2 separate regions of the Capra hircus genome follow, and region 1 is linked to region 2. Evidence: chromatin contacts called from public Hi-C data. All regions are on one chromosome and are shown on one strand. The core of a region is the stretch at or near the end of the contact, and the rest is flanking DNA. Distances in the headings are between cores, read along the strand shown.

Region 1 (3,367 bases), core at 489-2,988, 37 kb after region 2:
CAGAACTTTTTTTTTTATCATCCCAAACAGGAACTCTGTACCCATGAAACACTAGGGATAGGGAAACATGAATTCTCTATCCTGTTGCTTCCTCTTTGGCCCCTGATAACCTCTATTAGAGTTTCTCTCTATATAAATTTGCCTAGTCTAGGTACCTCCTGTAAGGGAAGATATTTGTCCTTAATATTTGTCCTGTTGTGTCTGTTGTGCCTGTAATGTTTTCAGGGTTCATCCATGTTGTAACATGTATCAGAATTTCATTTCTTTCTAAGGCTTAGTAAGTATGTATATACCACGTTTTGTTTATCCTCTCATCTCTCTCTTTTTTTTTATCCTCTCATCTTTTGATGGACATTTGGGTTGTTTCTATTTTTTCGACTATTGTGAATAATGCTGCTGTGAATATTAATGAGCAACTATCTGTTTATGGATTCTGTTTTCATTCATCAGGCCTCTCTGCTGCTGCTGCTGCTGCTAAGTTGCTTCAGTCGTGTCCGACTCTGTGCGACCCCATAGACGGCAGCCCACCAGGCTCCACCGTCTCTGGAATTCTCCAGGCAAGAACAATGGAGTGGGTTGCCATTTCCTTCTCCAATGCATGAAAGTGAAAAGTGAAAGTGAAGTCACTCAGTCGTGTCCAACTGCTAGCGAACCCATGGACTACAGCCTACCAGGCTCCTCTGTCCACAGGATTTTCCAGGTAAGAGTACTGGAGTGGGGTGCCATTACCTTCTCCGGCCTCTCAGCAGTTACCAAATAGATTAAAGTTAGATTTAAGAAGGACTTTCTGGTTTCCTACTACCACAGACCTAAGCAGCAGCATCTCCGCCTATGGATAGTTCCGATAACCTGAATCTCTTCCACCACCTCTAATCCCATCCCTAGGCTGGGGTAGTGCCCAGAATGGCTGCACCATCGCAGGAAAGAGGCTTCACAGGGATCACTCTGGAGTCATACCTCTGGATGACTTATTTTTAGTAGCTGGGTGGGGGTTTCATGGCTTTCTGTTGGGTTCTGGGTACGTTTGCCACCACTACCCATCCCAGACCCAATGTTCTCCTTTCCCTGGCAACATCCAGACTGTCTCCCTTTTTCTCTCCCAGGCTAAATTGGGAGTGTGAAGCTGCTCTTCTTCCCAATTTAGCTTTTGAATTAAAGTGAGAAGTGAATGTGGCTGGAAAGCTGACTCCCATCTGTGTGTGAGAGAGAGAAGGGCAAAGCAAGCGAGCATGAGCACATGCCAGGCGGCCAGGGCAAGGGTAGGTGGTCTGGGCAGCTGCTGTTTAGTGCAGACACCCATCCTCAGGTGCAGGCAAACAGCTCTGCAAAGAGATGCTGAGGATAGAAGGCTGGTGTTTTTTTGGGAGAGGAAGAATGCTGCAGAGATGTCATTCGTACATTCCAGAAAAATGTGCTGAATTATTAGAGTGTGCCATGCCCTGTACTAGATGCTGGGGAAACAGTGGTGAACCAGGTAGGCCCATCGCCTATGCCCGGGCTTTCAGTCTAGTGGGGACACATGGGCAATGATGAAACAGGGTGATATGTGCTGCCAGGGAAGAGAACACGAAAGAGAAGGCCACAGGGGCCTGGACCAGGTGAGGTGTCACATCTAAGCTGAGACTTGAAGAACACGCAAGACAACACCAAGCGAAGCAGGAGACAAAGAGCACGTGAGCAGAGGGCACTGCGTGTTCGAAGATTTGGGTGGGCCTGATTTCCCCGAAGGAGGGTGGCTGGCCCCCCGCCCCGCCCTGGGAAGCCCGCCAGGTGGGCTCAAGAGGGCTAAGAGCTTCCACTTCCTCCTCTTCTTCCAGGGAGAAGAAAGCCAGAAGAGAATGCCAGGGCCAGAAGTCTGGGAGCGCATGAGTCCCTTCTGCTCAGTCTCTAAAATAGTTGAAGCAGAGAGAGGAGGGAAGCCCCAGGTCTCCTTCTGAGTTGCCACTCAGGAAGCTGGACATGGAACAGAGGAAATGGGATCTCACTTGCATCAGAGGAGACAAAGGAATCAAGAAGGGTCGCTGCTTGGTTTAGCTTACCCCATCCTCCTCCGGAAGCTGCCTGAGTTGGTCTCTGGGGGACCCGTCCTCTTCTCACCTAATGGCAATGAATCATGATCTGGTGGAGATGGGGACAGGTCGAAATCTTGGCAAAGAAAAGAGGAATAAAGGAGCTCTTTGGGGGCCATGCATTTCTCTGTCAACTCTCAAGTTCCCCAATGACAGGCACGGCTAAGGGATGCTGGTGTAAAACTTGCCATTAATATTTCAGGCAGCATTACTTATTGATCACTCATCTGGCTGGGACAAAAGAAGAGAGTAATTCATTAGGTGTGCAGGGCTGCTGGGGTCAGTTTGGGAAAGAGGTCAGGCAAAGGTAGGTCATTCAGGAGTCAGCCTTGGCTGCTGGAAAAAATACCTTGAGGTTCCAGGGTCTGAAGATTAGGGTCTTTGTCTCCTTTTTCAGCTCTACAGTACCCATGATGAAAATAAGGGAAGGGGCAGGGGACGGGAAACCTAGGGGCAACCTGGAACTGCCACTGTGGCCATAAGGGAGTCAGCTCCAGGGAACCCTGCATCTAGGTGAGTGTCCCTCTCGCTCGCCCAAATTGTCCCTCTCTTGACAATATTTTAGAAGCCCAAGTTGGGTTCTTTGGGCTGTATGACCCTCCTAGGGTCAGCTTGGCAATTTCCTTGCTCCCAGGAGGTGCCTCATCCTTCCCCAAAGGGAGTACCTGCTTGCTGGGTCTGACTATCTCCTCTGCACACAAACTGGGGTTGGAAAGTGATTGAGAATTCATATCTGCCTATCCACCCACAAGGATGCTTTCTTCATGAACCTGCAACTCCAGGAACTGCGGTATAAAGCATCCTGCTCAGCGGACTTTAAAAGCCCACTGACTGGTGCAGGAAAGGCAAGGGCCAGGGAATCCCACACTGGGGGTGAGCTGCGCCACCTAGTGGGCTTTTTCCTCTTTGCAGGCATCCTGCTCACCTATCACTGCCTCCAGCCTGGATTTGCTGACAAGCTCTCAGGCAGAACCCAAAGGGCTCTAAGACTTAAGGTGCCCTCCTCCTTTATGCAGGCCTGACCCAGCTTAGAGAGGGGAAAACTGGGGTTAGGGGGAATCTGTGACGGAGATAATCACATACTCGCTGGTATTTAAGGCAATGGGGAAGCCAGAACTTTGGCCTGGGAATAGTCTCTCCCTATTATTCTGAATGCCACATATATGAGGACTAGAGGCCCCCAGAGACCCCTCTCCTCTACCTAACCTCCTTTCCTCCAGGGTGAACAAGGCTAGGCTCAGCTCTGCTGATCAAGGAAGAGCTGGCATAGGCTGGAGCTGCTGGCTTTCCTCTGACGT
Region 2 (3,789 bases), core at 920-3,419:
TGTTTCACATGATACATTTAGGGTATGCAGCTCCTTTTGTAGTTTTTATTTTTACTATTTAAGTTTGGAAATGATGCCAAATTTTTGTATTTCTTTAATCAATGTGTTCTCTTCAGTGATATATATTGCATTATATATTGATGTGTGTATCAATATATACTGATATGTATTACACTTACACAATACAAACACATAAGTAAGAGGGGGTGAAAACCGTAGCCTTTGCATTCTCTATAGCCTCTACAGAGAGATCCTAAACAGCAAAATCTTGGTGTTGTGATGTACAGAAATGGAGAAGAGTATTAAACCATATTTAAGAATATACTTCGTGTGCTTGAGATTTTTTAGGACTGTTCTAAGAAAGGTCTGAGCCGTGGAGACCGTGTGAGTGAGCTCTCCAAAGCATGTGCAATTTCCTCAGTTACTCTTCAGCCATAGATTTAGTTGTCTAACGCTACATTTGCCTATGGAAGGGTATATGCAAAAGGCCATGATCCCAGTGTTAACACCAGAGGGAAGAGGTTCCAGTTCCTGGACCAAATTAATTTGTACCTTACTCTCTTCCCTATGCAAGCCAAAGGGAAACTTGCCTTTAAAAAAAAAAAAAAAAAAAAAGGTGTTACCCTTGTTAACATTCTGTGGAGGTAGGTGGCATACTTAACCAAAAGAGGTTAAGTAGCAGCTCTTCAGTGGCTCAGGCCCAGACAGGTGAGCACAACAGCCCACATAACCGGCACTACTGTGCTGCCTTCTAACTTTTGACTTCAAACTGCAACTAGGGGTAGAAAAAACTAAAAATTTTATGCCAGGCTTAATTCCAAAATTCTCTTTCTACATTTGGTTGCCTTTGAGTCAACAGCGGATCCAGATGGAAAGGTGCAAACTAAGCCTCCCCTATTCTGATCTTGCATACCTGGTACCTGTGGAAGAGCAGTAACCTCATTCAAGGGCAAGTCAGAGGCAGGCTCAATGGAACAGGGCTTCTAGGATGTGTTAAAACAGAAGAGGATTCTTGTTTCATTTCTTTTCCCAAAAGTGGAGCTCCTATTTAGTAGTTTAGGAAGCCTAGTTGAAGTACCAAGGTGGTACGTGATTTTCTTTGTCCAGGTTTAAGAAGTATTAACAAAACTGACCGGTAAGAGAACCTCTTCTGTCACTTTGCTTTTTCAGCATAATTTTGTCCAGTTTCTCATCTGATTTAGATGATAGCCTTGATGAAACCCAGTCACCCTATAGGAAGAGGCAGACATGCCCATGCATGGCAGAGGTAGTTTTTTCTACCCCTAGTTGCAGTTTGAAGTCAAAAGTTAGAAGGCAGCACAGTAGTGCCGGTTATGTGGGCCGTTGTGCTTGCCTGTCTGGGCCTGCAGCACTTGCCATCTTTTGTTCCCTGGCTCCAGTTCTCATGCCATGGTGCTCCTAGACAGACATAGTGTATTCAGGGCTGAATGCCAAGATGGAATGTAAACTTCATGCCAGCTTCTCCCTTGTTGCCAATTTGAGTGTGTGCCTGCTGGGACGCCTACCTGCCAAGTCCACCCTGATGGGACTGTGCCTCCCAGGGACACAGGAACTGACTGACCAAGAGGTGTGGAAGTAATGGGTGCCATAGTTATTGAGGATAACTGGCACTAGAAGTATATGTGGAAACAGTTTATCTCCAGGATACTCTTTGACACTCGACTCCAAACATGTCTGAGGACTCTGTTTTGGGTATAGTCAAACTGCTTGGTAAGCTCACCCTGGGGTTAGTGAAGAGCCCAGGACAAAGAATCAGCTCTTTAGGCAAACATCTCTGGTTTTGTCTCTGCCACTTGAACTTATGACTTCACATAAGTCCCTTCCTATCTCTCAGTGCCGTATCAGTGTTAGGATGAGTCTGAATCTCAAAGAGCCTTTCCAACTGTAAAGCTATCAGGATATAATAGTGAGCAGATCTAATATCTGATGAATAGAGATGCTGCCTAGAGACATTTGGCCATGTCTCTGAGCAGAAGTTTCCCTACCTGTAACAATGCCTGCTCCCTATAGATTGTGGTAAGGATTACATGCAATAAGGCACGTGAAATACACAGTGGCACTTAGCAAGAACTCAGCTGGGAGATGATCACACCTACACCAGCTCTGGTCTTCTCTAAGTGGCCTGGGTGAATCTGCACTGCAAACCACAAGGTGGTGCTAGAGTTAAGGATACTGGTTGCAGAAGAAAGTTGCTTCCGGTAGGGAGATTTCTGACAAGCATTAACAGATTCCTGGGACAGCTTGTTTAAGATTTGGCTTATATGGAGAAGGCAAACTACCAAAGAAAGCAGGGATGAATAACAGGGAGGAGAACCAGGGCTTTGAGTGGGCCATCTGAAAAACAACTACAATCACTAACATTTGTTGGACAGTTACCAGGTAGCAGAGAAGATGCTATGTAACGTGCATTTAATCCTTAGAAAAACAATGTCTCATTCTGTTGTATATCTGCCCATTTGGTTCCAAAGCCAATGCAAATACAGGTCGTTATTCGTTCAAGAAGAGAGAACAGGTGTTGCTACTGCTAAGACGACCAGTCAACTCACCTCACCAACCTCTGCTTTCAGAGACAACCAACAACTTGGATTGCATCTGGAAGACATTCATCTAGCAGCAGTTATGTCCTTCCCTCAGAACATGTATGTTTTGACAGTTCAGTCACAGCCACAGTTGAGAACAGATAAAAGAAGCTCCCTTGGACTCTGTAGAGGATCCCTGTAATTGATCCAGCATCTTCAAAGAAGAATGTATACACATAATGGAATTTCTAGGGCATCTGCCTCTGCTCTTAAAAAGATATGCTGAGGGCAATTAATGAAATTGGAATGTGGACTACGGATAAAATATTGTATCAATGTTTCTGAGCTCCTGAACTTGATAACTATATGTGGTTATTAAGAGAATACACTTTCTCACAGGAAGTATTCACTGATGTAGCAAGAGGTTTAAAAAGATGTTCATTAAGGAAATCTTTGAAATTTCAGAAATACAGAAAAAACCTAAAAGCATCAACTAACTAACGTTTTAAGGTCATCATGAACATTCATCATGAACATCCATTATAGAAACAGTGTAATATAATGAATGTTTAGGTTCCAGTTGATTCACAAAGTATCTAGAACACAACTTTAGTTTGACCCTTCATTCAAGTTTGGTTTTTACTCAGAATTTGGGTTTGACTCAAGGTCAATATAGGAGACAGGTTCGATCCCTGGGTGGGGAAGATCCCCTGGAGGAGGGCATGGCAACCAACTCCAGTACTGCGGCTTCTAGAGAATCCCATGGACAGAGGAGCCTGGCAGGCTGCAATCCATAGGGCTGCAGAGTCAGACATAAGCGACTGGACAGTAGAGAATGCATTAGAAGAGTTAATTCTGCTGCAGGGTGTACAGCTGAGAAATCCCCAGCCAGAGGGGCTGGGGGTGCTGAACCTAAGAATTGGGCCCAGATTGGAAGGATGAGAGCAGAGGCAGTGCCAGGACAAGAGCTTCTGTCAGTCAAACACTTCAGAGATGAAATCAGCTTTAGAGTTGGATCAGTGCTGGGTGAGATGAGACAGTATGAAGAACAAGACTTCTTGGGGGACCCTTGACTCCTGCTTCACTGAGCGACCCTGGGGATGAAGGGAAGAAGGCAACACTGCTATCTTAAAGCCTAAAACTCATTCATAGAAAGGACAAGAGTGAGATCAGATCTAGTCCTCTGTCCACAACCACACCCCTTCACTACTTAAGGAATCATAATTTCAGCATTTATAGGGGGCTTGGA

Evidence for each region. Hi-C and Micro-C count contacts between places; a contact is called where the count stands out from the background.
Region 1: a contact with region 2 is called in a Hi-C map of blood, with 3 times the contacts expected there. The contact joins two enhancer-like sites. A contact is called at or near these places in 3 of 5 Hi-C or Micro-C datasets (all in blood).

What each region holds. Positions count from the first base shown.
Region 1 is chr7:60,668,888-60,672,254 of ARS1.2, forward strand. No RefSeq gene overlaps it. Among named protein-coding and RNA genes, the nearest start is that of EGR1, 8.2 kb to the left of the region's middle. Within about 2 kb of position 1,739, at least 1 of the 5 cell types and tissues checked has an H3K27ac peak or open chromatin away from gene starts, as enhancers often do.
Region 2 is chr7:60,631,497-60,635,285 of ARS1.2, forward strand. It overlaps ETF1 (eukaryotic peptide chain release factor subunit 1), which reads left to right. Exons shown (of 11, transcript XM_018050323.1): 11 at 1-322. Among named protein-coding and RNA genes, the nearest start is that of ETF1, 29 kb to the left of the region's middle. Within about 2 kb of position 2,170, at least 1 of the 5 cell types and tissues checked has an H3K27ac peak or open chromatin away from gene starts, as enhancers often do.